2 separate regions of the Mus musculus genome follow, and region 2 is linked to region 1. A link is a contact called in public HiChIP or PLAC-seq data. All regions are on one chromosome and are shown on one strand. Each heading gives the region's core, a stretch centred on a gene start, on an enhancer-like site or on the middle of the called end of the contact. The rest is flanking DNA. Distances are from core to core; before and after follow the strand shown.

What was found. HiChIP or PLAC-seq counts read pairs in DNA pulled down with a chosen protein or histone mark.
Region 2: an H3K4me3 HiChIP or PLAC-seq map of the SCID.adh cell line shows a contact between it and region 1, with 30 read pairs. The contact joins the promoter of Mfsd4b4 here to the enhancer-like site in region 1. A contact is called at or near these places in 1 of 15 datasets of contacts at CTCF or cohesin (the NIH/3T3 cell line), 5 of 115 datasets of contacts at active chromatin or transcription factors (the SCID.adh cell line, bone marrow-derived macrophages, embryonic stem cells and 1 more) and 3 of 9 other capture datasets (adipose tissue, liver and pancreatic islet).

The regions. Positions count from the first base shown.
Region 1 is chr10:39,847,831-39,854,308 of GRCm38.p6, reverse strand. Rev3l (REV3 like, DNA directed polymerase zeta catalytic subunit) reads right to left here. Exons shown (of 32, transcript NM_011264.3): 24 at 6,226-6,334; 25 at 2,236-2,442. Among named protein-coding and RNA genes, the nearest start is that of Mfsd4b4, 48 kb to the left of the region's middle. Within about 2 kb of position 3,953, at least 9 of the 459 cell types and tissues checked have an H3K27ac peak or open chromatin away from gene starts, as enhancers often do. A contact at or near this core is called in the SCID.adh cell line, where this site is marked.
Region 2 is chr10:39,896,995-39,902,841 of GRCm38.p6, reverse strand. It overlaps Mfsd4b4 (major facilitator superfamily domain containing 4B4), which reads left to right and starts at 3,636. Exons shown (of 5, transcript NM_001384225.1): 1 at 3,636-3,928.

The sequences.
Region 1 (6,478 bases), core at 2,704-5,203:
CTGTAGACCAGGTTGGTCTTGAACTCACAGAAATCCGCCTGCCACTGACTCTTGAGTGCTGGGATTAAAGGCATGCATCGCCACATGTGGGTTTTCAAAGCCTCTCCTTTATATTCATAAAATCAACCAGGGTACAAAGTACTGTGTGTTGGGTCCAAGTATAAGGTAGGTGTGTCTACCTTATTTTCTACCTAAATTTCAAAAAAATTCTGTTTATGATAATTTATTTAAGTGCTGAAATTAAATCTCTGAGATTGATAATACATAATTTTTGTTAAAACTAAGTAAAAGAAAAAAGTACACAATTATATAACAAATTATATTTGCAGTGTTTAATTACAAACAAGTAAGTACAAAAATATGCCCATAGGGATCTTTCACTGTGACTACTGAGTTTTAGTAAGGATAAGGGCACAAGCTGATAGAAAATTCTAGGCCTTAAGCAACGTGAAACACATCTTCATTAGATTATGTAGTTTGGTAAATTAAAGAGATTTTAATTACTAAATCAACTGAGGTCAAAAGACAGAGAAGACTGCCATCCAAACCAAATGGAGCATTTCCCTTGAATTTTACAGTAAACTTGTGCATTCTTGTCTTTTTGTTAATAACCAAACAACAGTAATAATGATACTTCCCTTTTTGTTCCAAAAGTTGAAATTCCCAAACTAAATACAGATCTAACAGTATTCAGAAAGCTGTCTAAAGCTGCACTGCAAAGGAAACTATAGTATATGAGGAAAGGAACAGATCATAAAATGGAAGCAAAAATTTGATTTGTATTTTAAGTTAAGATAATATATCATATTGAAACTTTGAGTATATTAGAAAACGACAACTTAGTACATTAAAACACACTGAGAATCAGCATGCATGCTGGTGCATATCTTTAATCCCAGTAGTTAGGAGGCAGAGGAAGGCAGATCTCTACGGGTTCCAGCTAGGGTTTCACAGTGAGATCCTGTTTCAAAACAAAAAGCATAACCAGAAAACCAACCAACAAAGCACTAAATCATGTTATCTAACTGAAATCACAAAGTTTTAACAAAACGTTGAATCTCTGCTCAACCCAGAAGCCACCTTCTGCCCACCTTCCCATCTTCCTTGTAACACTGGAGTTACAGACATAGCTATGTCCACCTTAAGTGGTACTGGGAAGCTCAAGCTCTCTAGTGTGCACAGTGCCCCCAAGCCCTGACTGAGCCATGTTCCCATCCCGCTTCTCTCCCCTTCTCCCAGTGAACCATCTCTCTAGCCTTATGTTGGTACGTGACTGCGCGCGTGCGCACACACGTACACACACACACACAAATGTGTGTGCGTGTGTGACTGTAGCATACACAGGAAGGCAGAAGATAACTCCATGGAACCCACTTTTCTCCTTCCACATTTTTGTGGGTCCTAGGGACTGAACTGAAGTCAGCAGGCTTGCTTCATTAAGCAGCTGACCTGATGAACTCTAATGTCAGCTCTTGAGCAGGTGTGAGATTCACTTTGCCTCTTGTGAGCTGTGCACAAGACATGTGTGTGCAGTGGTCAGGGGTTGACATTAGATGTCTTAGTCACTTATTTCCCACCTTTTTGAGACAAGGTCTTCCATGGAACCCAGAGTTTATGCAGTTAAACAGACTAGTCAGTAAGAGCCAGTGAGCGCCAGGGATCCTCCTGCCACCACCCACTCAACACTTGGATACACGTAACAAGTTGCTGTTTCTGACATTTCGTGTGGGTCCCTCATGTTTATACAGTAGGCACTTTACTGAGTGAACTAACTATCTCTCCAGTCCATGGGGTGTTTTTTCTTTAATGTAATATTTGGACCTAACTACCAAATTAAAAGGAGTCAGTCATGGTGCTGCACACCTTTAATCCCAGCACTCGGGAGGGAGAGGAAGGCAGGTTTCTGAGTTCTAGGCCAGCCTGGTCTACAGATCGACGGTAGCCAGGGCTACCCAGAGAAATTCTGTCTTGAAAAATCAAAACAAAACAACAACAAAATTAAAAGGAATTATTTAGTATCAAAATTACTGTAAATACTATTATAAACTGGCACTGAAACCTTATGTTAGTAAATGTGGAAATATGCATATAATTTAAAAATTATTATTGAAATAAGAAAAGATGCATGTTTATAGATCCAATTTAAGAAAAACTAGTATGTCATGGAAATGACATTTTAAAGTTTAGTAACAAAGCAAAATACTTCAGTAACTACTCTCTTATTAAATGTGTTACCTCAATGCACGGCATTCTCCCAGAAAAATTAGCAGCCGTATAGCCAAACGTGACATTTGCTATCAGCTTTAGTCCTAGTTGACGGGCATTGAGCATCCGTGACAGGGCTCTGTCCTGCTTGTAAGACTTCATTGACTGCTTCACCATCAATCTAGTCTTCAAAATTTCTTCAAGCATTCTTGGTAGAACACCCTTTCGTACAGAAGGCTACCATAAAGGAGAAAAAGAAGAAGAGTGTATAAAATGCCTCAATCACACCCACATGCATATAGACTTCGGTAACTAAGAAGGAAACAAGCATACAACGGCCAACTGTCATAAACAGAAACATGCTACTAACAGAATAACCACAGGACTAGTAGCTGCCATTCACAATCATCACAGTTTATTTCTGTTGAAGAGTTTTTCTTTTAAAAGGTTCTGGTATTGTTTAAAAATTGAATGCAGCACTTCTATACGAGCTCTGAGAACTCCAGGAAGCAGGATGTCAACTAGTACATAGATAGCCATACAACAAACTCAGAGGGAAATGCTGTTCAAACTCTGATCGAGACCCCCATCCTTCTAGAGAGACACATGGGCCTTGTATCAGTCATAAACCACCTCAGTTGGTAAAGCGCTCACCCTAGCGACCCCACACAGTGCTCTGCAGGGAACTCCATTTATCTACCTTGGAAGAGTGATGAGCTGGGTTGACTCTGCTGACATTCAAACCTGCAGTTCCAGGGACTCTAGGTATTTCAAATCTGATGCTTAGAGCACTAAGCCATCCCCTCCGGCCTACATTTATTAGCAATCTGGAAGAGGGGATGAATAATGAAGTGATAACATTTGTTGTTGCCAAAAAAAAATCATTTGTATTAATCAAGACTAGGGAGGATTTATGAGAACTCTGGTAGGAATGAAAAACCACAAAACAGTATTAACTGATGATTCACAGACACGTGCAAAATAACGCATGTCAACCTGAACAATTAAAACTTCAGTTATAGGATAATCACACTTTTGAATATTAAAAAAATTATTTTTAAACTTTACATACTAGGTCAAAATGTAAATGGGGTTTTTAAGATGCTATTGAAGGGAGCTTAAGCAAACACCCACACATGTGACAGAAAACGTAGGTCAGTCTCTAATTCATTTGGTGTACCTTTAGAAGCCAGCCCAACTCTCCCTTTGTTTTATCATTTAAAAACCTCTAATTATTAGTTCGTATCAACTGTGAAAACCTTTATACTTATATACTACTATATTGTCATCATTGTCCAGCCCTTTCCCACCGTCCTCTCTATGATCTCCTTGCCTTTGCCTTTCCTAGCAGATCCTGCTTACTTCAGGTGCTCTACTACAAGCTCTACCTTCCACATGTAACAGACAAAGCGGTGTCTGTGTTTGGGTTTCAGGTTCCATTCATTTCCCTGCAGATGATATGCCTTACTATTCATTATGGCCAAATACTACATACATACATACATGTATGTATGTATGTATGTATGTATGTATGTATGTATATATATATATATCACACTTTTTAATCCACTTGTCGACTGATAAGTAAGATGGGTGTCCAGGCTGATCCTATTGCTTAGCTGTTGTGAGCAGTGCAGCAATAAGCAAGTAAGCTCTTTTGTATTCGGACTTTCTGGTTTATCCCAAGCAGTGATGTTGGATTCCATGCTAGTGGTGTTTTAGTCTGAAAGGCCTTCACAGCATTTCCATGGCAGCCATGTCATTTACCCTCCTACCCAGCTGTGGAGAACAAGGCCCCTTTCTGCTCTCACACGTGTTGGCCTTTTTTATTTCCTGAGCAACAGCCTCGATGACTGTGGTGAGGAAGTCTCAGTGCAGTCTAACTTACACTTCCTGATGGCCACAGACACCTGGGACCTTCCTATTCTTCTTTGGCCACTGCTATCTCTTTGTGATCACAAAGAAGATTATTTACTGACTGGATTGTGTGCTCATCTGGTATTCGGTTTCTTGAGTCCTTTACATATTTCAGACACATCCTGATCCAGGCTATATCTTTACTTGTGATTAATCCTGATTGTTTACTTTGCTGTAAGAAGCCTTGGAATCCCATTGGTTAATTCAAGTTTTGAGTCTTACTCAGGAAACTGTTACCTGTATATCTGTCTGAGCACAATGTACATGTCTGGTGCTCAGAGAGCCCAGATCCCCTGGAACTGGGCTAGCAAGCAGTTGTAAACCAGATGGGTGCTAGGAATTAAAACCAAGTAACAGGCAGTGCTTTTAACCACTGAGCTGCATAGCCCTTTCGATGCCTTCTATATTGAATGAATGGTAAGAGGGTTGTTGTTTTAGTCTTCTACATATGGATAATCAGGTTTCCTAACATTGTTTGTTGACATGACTTTTTTTCTTATATATATTTTTTGGCAGTTTTGTCAAGAATAAGATGGCATAGACAAACAGGTTTATTTCTAGGTTGCCAATTTTATTCTATTGGTCTGTGTTCTTTTTATGCTAATCCTATACTATCAAGCTTTTATTACTTTGGCTTTGTCAGTGTATTTGACATTAGGTATTCTGAGGCCTCCCCTCCACCATCACTCTTTTTTGCTTAGGATTGGCTTTTGCTATTTGATATCATTTGTGTTTCCATAAGACTTTTAGGGTTTTTTTTTTCTCTTCCAGTTTTGTGAAGGTCATAGGTACTTTCACAGGGTCTGCATTATGTAGTTCAATTTTGACATTATTTCATTTTAACAATATTAACTCTTTCATACAGTGGTGTTTTCCCATCTTGTTGTTCTTCAGTCTCTTTCTCCAGTGTTTCATAATTTTTATTTCTTAGATAAGGTCTCACAGTGTAGCCCTAGCTGGCCTGGTACGAGCTCTATAGACTAAGCTAGCTTGAACTCATAGATACCTGCGTAACTCTGCCTCCTTAGTGCTGGGATTAAAGGCATGCACCACCATGTCCTGCTTACTGCTTTGCAATTTTTATTGTTGAGGCCTTTCACTTTTTTGGTGAGGTTTATTCCCAGGGTTCCATTCCCCAATTAAGAATAGGATTGCTTTCCTGATTTCTTTCTCATGGAGGCATAATATTTTAAGATATAATACAAAAAGAACCATGACCAAATATGTAGAAATGCTATTTTAAAATGGATTTTTTTAAACATGGGAGAAAAAAAAACCCATCAAAACAAATCAATTGCAATTTCTCCAACTTTACCTACACCAAAAGCTGGGGATAGTCTATTCCAAAAATCTCTAAGAAAGAAATATACCACGAACTTACTGCTAAAAAATTTCTTCACATCTGACTTGTAATTAAAGTTCAATATCATCTCTTAATTGGTAGAGAATGATATTTTTGATGAGTACACCAGAATGAATTGGAGGGTTGGTGAGGTCTGCCTGTTCCATCAAATACCATGCATACCAGTAGTATACATAAATTCACTGCTAGGGAAATTGAAAAGAAATGAAGTTGGCATATAAGAGGTAATACAACTTCTGAAATCTATTTTCTTTATTCAACTAGAAAGATTTCTTCAGTTTTTCTTGAGGAGAAAGTATATAGAAAATAAAGGGCTCTTGTTAGTTTGAATGTCTTTTTAAAGAATGCAGTTATTAAATGTTAGTTTCATTCTATCTAAGATAGCATCGACTTTATTTAAAATAATGTGGAACAGCTGAAGGCTGTATACACTAAAGCAACTGAACTCTTTACCAGTTAACATCTTTGACCATCAGACTCTAAGCATGTCTGCCAGATTCTACAGAGGTAGATGCCATAGACACGCACTCCCCTCAATAGCTCATTAGTTAAATCCAAGTCTAACCAAAGCAAGATGGTTATTTTTCTTCAAAATTGTTTCCCAGAAGATTTTGGTTTTGATTTTATGAGAGAAAAGTCTTCAAGTAGTATAGCCTTATGTGCCAACAATACCCAAACCACGACTTGCTTTCTTAAAGGTAAGCCACAGTTGACTCCTTTCATTTACAAGCGAGTATTACCTTGACGAAAGCTACTCCATTGGGGGACACTGTGACGTCATGCCTAATTTGATAAAGTAAATCTGGAGGTACTCTTAGAGAGGTACAGCCAAATTTGAACTCATCATACCTGTTAAGAAAGAAGATGTTAAGCAGAGACGTTCTCAGAGCTTTTAGACATTTATAAAATTTAATCACAACTTCTCTTTCAGAAATGAAAACATGAATTTATGTAACTGGCAATATGATTATTTGGTTTATTAACAAAAATTCT
Region 2 (5,847 bases), core at 2,387-4,886, 49 kb before region 1:
GGCCTCTGCATCAGCTCCAGTTTTCTGACCTGCTTGAGTTCCAGTCCTGACTTCCTTTGGTGATGAACAGCAGGGTGGAAGTGTAAGCCGAATAAACCCTTTCCTCCCCAACTTGCTTCTTGGTCATCATGTTTGTGCAGGAATAGAAACCCTGACTAAGACACCAGAGTGTCTGTGCACTGGGCAAAAACCAAAACAGCTAACATTCACACACGGCTACTAGACATATGGAGTGGTGCATTATGGCATGCTGTGGAAACAAAGAGGATTTATGACTTCCTCTGGCCAACCCTTTCAAAATAGTTAACAAATCACAGAATAACTAGACGTTATCTATTTGCCCAAATAATTAGCCACCATTAAAATCCCAAGACCCTCGACTGGCAGCGGTGGTGACAACAGTGGTGGTTGTGATGGTGGTGGTGCACACCTTTAATTCCAGCACTTGGGAGGCAGAGGCAGGCAAATCTCGAGTTCGAGGCCAGCCTGGTCTACAGAGTGAGTTCCAGGACAGTCAGGGCTACATAGAGAAACCCTGTCTCAAAAAACAAAAACATCAACGACAAATCCCAAGACACTCTAAAATGGTGATTTTTTTCAACCTGTGGGTCACAACCCCTAGGAGGCCAACTATCAGATATCCTCACAATCAGATATTTACATTTGGTTCATAACAGTAGCAAAATTACAAAGTTATGAAGGAGCAAAAAAAAAAAAAAAAAAAAAAAAACCAACTGTATGGTTGGTGGAGCCGCATGTGCTGTCTGTCTTGTTCATGATGTCTCGTCCATGTCTAGCCTCTTCCATCAGGCTAACAGAGGTGCCACACTAAAGGACAACTGGCAAGAGAAGGGTGGAAATCGCATCCCCACAGTAATCTTTGGGTGGGTCCACATAGGAAGCCTATAATACCCCTAGGTGCCCAACTGCCTCTTCTGGAACATGTACATACACACTGGGCATCAGAAAAAAATGATCTCTTAGGGTAAGCTATCGTTCTGGAAACCCTCTCCAACAACAACTTACAAGGTATACTCAGGATGTCCTGTCTACCCCAAACACAAATACATAAGCCACTTCATGGGACACAGAGGCACCACCCTTTTCTGAATCGGCCATTTGGAACCTCACGTCCTCGGTGATCCCAAGCCTTGGGCTGGGTGGAAGAGCATCACTGTGTCTCACTTAGGACTGAGTGATCAACAGTCTCATTCTCAGCCCTCTGACTGACTTCTACCCACTGCAAAAACAAAAGGCTGAGAGTAACACTTATGTAGGGGTGTAAACACAAGTCTTTAGAAGGCAGTTTGAAACTACATGCAATCAGGAAACCAGAAGTAGGCTCCTCCCTGGGTCTAATGATTGCCCCAGCCATGGGCTTTGAACTGACTTACAGCACTAGTCTAGAGTTCTGTCCTGTGGAGTAGGTCTCAAAACCAAGCAGAAAGTGGTTAGTTACCTCCACGACACTTATGCCACCATTATACGCAGGGGGCATCTTGCCTAGTAGGTTGGTATTGTAGCAGGCAGAGTTATTCTCACTTTAAAATGCCCTTAAATTTTTTTCTTTTTTTTTTTAAAGATTTATTTATTCATTTATTATATGTAACTACACTGTAGCTGTCTTCAGACACTGCAGAAGAGGGTGTCAGATCTCATTACAGATGGTTGTGAGCCACCATGTGGTTGCTGGGATTTGAACTCAGGACCTTTGGAAGAGCAGTCAGTGCTCTTAACTGCTGAGCCATCTCTCCAGCCCAAATTTTTTTCTTTATCAATCTATTTTTAGATTTTTATTAAAAATGTTTATGATACAATGTATTTTTTCTTTTTTAAAAAAATTAGATATCTTCTTTATTTACATTTCAAATGTTATCCCCTTTCCTAGTTTCCCCTCCGAAAACCCACTATCCCCTCCCCCCTCCCCCTGCTCACCAACCCACCCACTCCTGCTTCCTGGCCCTGGCATTCCCCTATACTGGGGCATAGAACCTTCACGGGAAAAAGAGCCTCTCCTCCCTGACTAGGCCATCTGCCCTTAAAATTTTTGTGTTCTAAAGGTCCCACTAAAAATTTCAAAACACACACTTTGAGGCCAATCAGAAAACATCTGAAATAGTCTAAGCAAGAAATGAAGACAAGCAGAGTAGGAATGGAGAGGAGTTGGACGCCAATTTAAGAAACCTTTCCGAGACAAACAGGGAAGAAGTTAATGATCGTATGATTGAAGATAGAAAGTTGGTTTATGGGTAACAAGACCAAGTTTTGTAGTAGCTTGGGAGTCTAAGTAAGAAGGGATATCAGAGACAGAAGTGTAAGTGGAAAAGAACTTCAGATAAAAAATAGAATGTGATAACATTTGAGGCTATGGTCCCTGTGGTCAAATCTGTAGTCACATAAGAACACGGTTTTCCTTTTTCAGCTAGCATAGCTATTTGGCAAAGACAGACTGATGTCCAAGTCCATTCAACAATGGAATTGCCTGCAGGTTAAAATAAGTGTGGGCATGTGGGACCCGATTTAGAGCGTTTCTCCCAGGAAGGTAAAGCCCCTGGACGTTCCCCAAGCTTGTTTTCCCTGATCTCTAAAAATACAGCCAGAAAGAAGCTCTTTGTTCTCTATAGCCAGCAAAAAGCCTTTGTTTCTATACTTTACAACCAGAGATGCCTGCCTTCCTGTGCTGAGGACACGGAGATAAAAATTCAGAAAGAACTCACTCCCCACTCCTGCCTTATAAATTTCACCAAGGATACCCAGAAGAGAAGAACTCTCCTCCCAACTCCTCCCAACTCCTCCCCAATTCCTCAGCTAGCTGTTAAAAGCCCCCTACTGTTACCACTAAGGGTCAAACTCCCCTGCCCTGCACGGAGGAGGGACATCGGGACATCGTCCTCAGCTAGCTGATAATAAAACCTCTTGCAGTTTGCATCAGGTGTGGTTTTCTCTCGAGTCACTGAGGTGCTGGCCAGCTCATCCCAGGACTTGAGCGGAGGCCCAGCTTCGGGGGTCTTACAGGCAAGTGCATGCAACTCGTTTTGTCCCAGATTCTTTCTTTAGCTATTGTTTCACCATTCAGTAAAGGCCAGCGGGTTGTTGTCTGGCCTTTAGAAGCTGCTACTCTAACCTAATATTCCTATTTATAGATGGGACTGCGGTGGGATTCTGAGTGTTGTGTAAACTAACTGAGATACTTCACGTGTGAGTTTACACGTAAGGATCCATAACTATCTGTTCAGTGAGAAGCTGACGTTCAACATTCTTGTACGTCTAAGGAGCAAGGGCAACAGTTTGTAAATCATGTAGAGACAAGACCTTCGGGTTTCCAGGTGACCCAGGAGGCTGCGGAAGTTGCCATCTTGCAGTTCCAGGCCGGGTTTCTTCCAACGTTTTGCAACTTTGGATCGTCTTGTGCATGGGTTGCAGCTTGTACATCTTTGGCCTACATTCCCCAGGCCGGGGAAACTCACCTAATTGAGACTTCTCACCTGGGCCAGGCTGTCCGATCCCCAAGGCAACCACATCAACTTCCGGTTTGAGGAAGTCTCCTGATTGGCCGGCGGCTTTATTTCCGGCCTGTGATCCATGCAGGCGCTCTGCTACCGTGAGGGACACCGCGCCTGCGCGGCGGGGAGGCTCCGCTCCCAGGTCACGCTCGCGCGGGCAGGTCCTGGCGTTGTTGGCTCCCGGGCCGGGCGGGGCCGGGCACCTCCCTGCACACCGGAGGCCTGGTGCACGGAGCACGGCAGGTGGAGCCGCCACACTGGAGTTGGAGCTGGAGTTCGGAGGGGCGGGAGGGCAGCGGCTCCTCCCAGCCGGCCCGGGCGCAGAGAATGAGTCAGAAGCGGTGGCCTCCGTGCGGAAAGGCCGTGCCCAAAGCGTGCTGCGCTGGTTCACCACCGTGGTGCTTTGTGCCGCCTTCCTGGGGCTGGTGAGAGCTGGGCCCAAACCCTCCAGGCCACGGCTGGAGCAAGCGTCCTGCAGGGAACGTGGTCTCAGTGCCCTGCATCGTGCGTGACCCCTGGTGTATATCGGTTAATCCTCCTGAGTCTCAGTTCTGTCATCTGGAAAAACGGGCAAAATTAATACGTTTCCAGCACGAGCAAGCTAAGTTTCCTCCGGAAAACGGGGAGATACAAGATGGGGAGCCTGCTCCCCTTCACCCACTCACTGAAGCTCTAAATTGATCCCAGAAAAGCAGCTTTGAGGGGGCCTGACCAAATCCAACCAACTGCTTTATTTCGCAGATGGAAAAAAGGGCCCAGAGAAGAAAGTGGCTTTTCTGGTTAAATGATAGTATCAAGGACATGTTGCTTACCCTGTACACGGCCCTATTTAAATCAAGCCTTTAGATACTTAAATGATTTTCTTCACTCAAGTGCAAGAACTAAAAACGCCATAAAGACAGTGTTCCCCAGTGTAGCACCTGCTGCTGACCCGAAATGTCCTTTTGTGGACCAGATGGCTGTAACTCATTGTGTAGATCAGGATGGTCTCAAATTTCAGAGATCCTCCTGCCCCTGCCTCCTGAGTGCTGGGATGAAAGCTATAAACCACTGACCTAAAGTGATAACTTTTGACTCGAGTGCTATGAGAGCTAAACCTTTGACGGAGTCCCTTCTGGTCCCTCAATTGGAGCTTCAGTTTCTTAAAATTATTTTGATGGGAAAGTAGGGAAGAAAGAAAGCGTTGCAGGTACTGGAGCCCCTCGTGTGTAACAGGTATTGCAAGTGATTGCAGGAAGATCTGAATGAACATGCTGTGGCCCTGTGTGCTCCTGGTCTTTGTTCTTGGTTGCTGGTGCTTGGGGCAGGGAAACCACACGTGGGTTGGAGCAGAACAGTGCAGCACAATCAGGTTTTGTTGTTTGTTTATTACGTACAGGGCGCTGGCTGGCCCAGGACTTCATGCTAGGCTTTCACCCAGCTGTGTCCCCAGCCCACAATCCACAGTTCTCAAAACTCAGAAACGTTTCCTTAAAGGTTTTTAGGAACTTCATCTAAAACGCAAGTCTTTAGTTCTTGGCAGTATCTTGTGTAACATCTTATTGTTAAAATCATTCTGTCCGTGTTATATTTTGCTAAGAAAGCCTTACAGCCCTTACATCTCCTGATAGCTTTGGAGTGTGAGGAAAACTGTAGATTAGATTATTTATCGTCAGCATTAGACAGTTCAAAGGGACAACTTCTTGTGTGCCAGAAATATTGGCATCTTAGTGTAAAAATCAAAATTTGGTGCTTGGTAATTAAAAATTTTTAGCAATTAAATTTCGTATTTATGCATGTAGCATATTTGAAAATATAAGTATATATTTTGAGAATAGTTTGTTACATTCTAAATCCTTGTGCAGATGGTGTGCGTCGAGGCCAGAGGTGTCTTGCTCAATTGCCCTCCACCTTATTGACAGGGCCTCCCACTGAACCTGGAGCTCACCCATTCAGCCAGACTAGCTGGCCGGTGAGCCCTGGGGATCTCTTTCCTTTTTCTTCGGTGTGGGGTTCTAGGCATGCTGCTGTTTCTGTGTGTCCTGGCTAGTTTATGTCAAGCCAACACAGGCTAGAGTCATCTGAAAAGAGAGAACCTTAATTGAGAAATGCCTCCACAAGATCTAGCTATAGGGCATTTTCTTAATTAGTGACTGATGGGAAGGGCCCAGCCCATTCATTGTGGGTAATGCCATCCCTTGGGCTGATGGTCCTGGGTTCTATAAGGAAGCAGGCTGAGCAAGCCAGTAAGCAGCACCCCTCCATGGCCTCTGCATCAGCTCCTGTCTTCAGGTTCCTGTCTAGTTTGAGTTGCTGTCCTGACTTTCTTCAGCGATGGACTATGGTGTGGAGGTGTAAGCCCTTT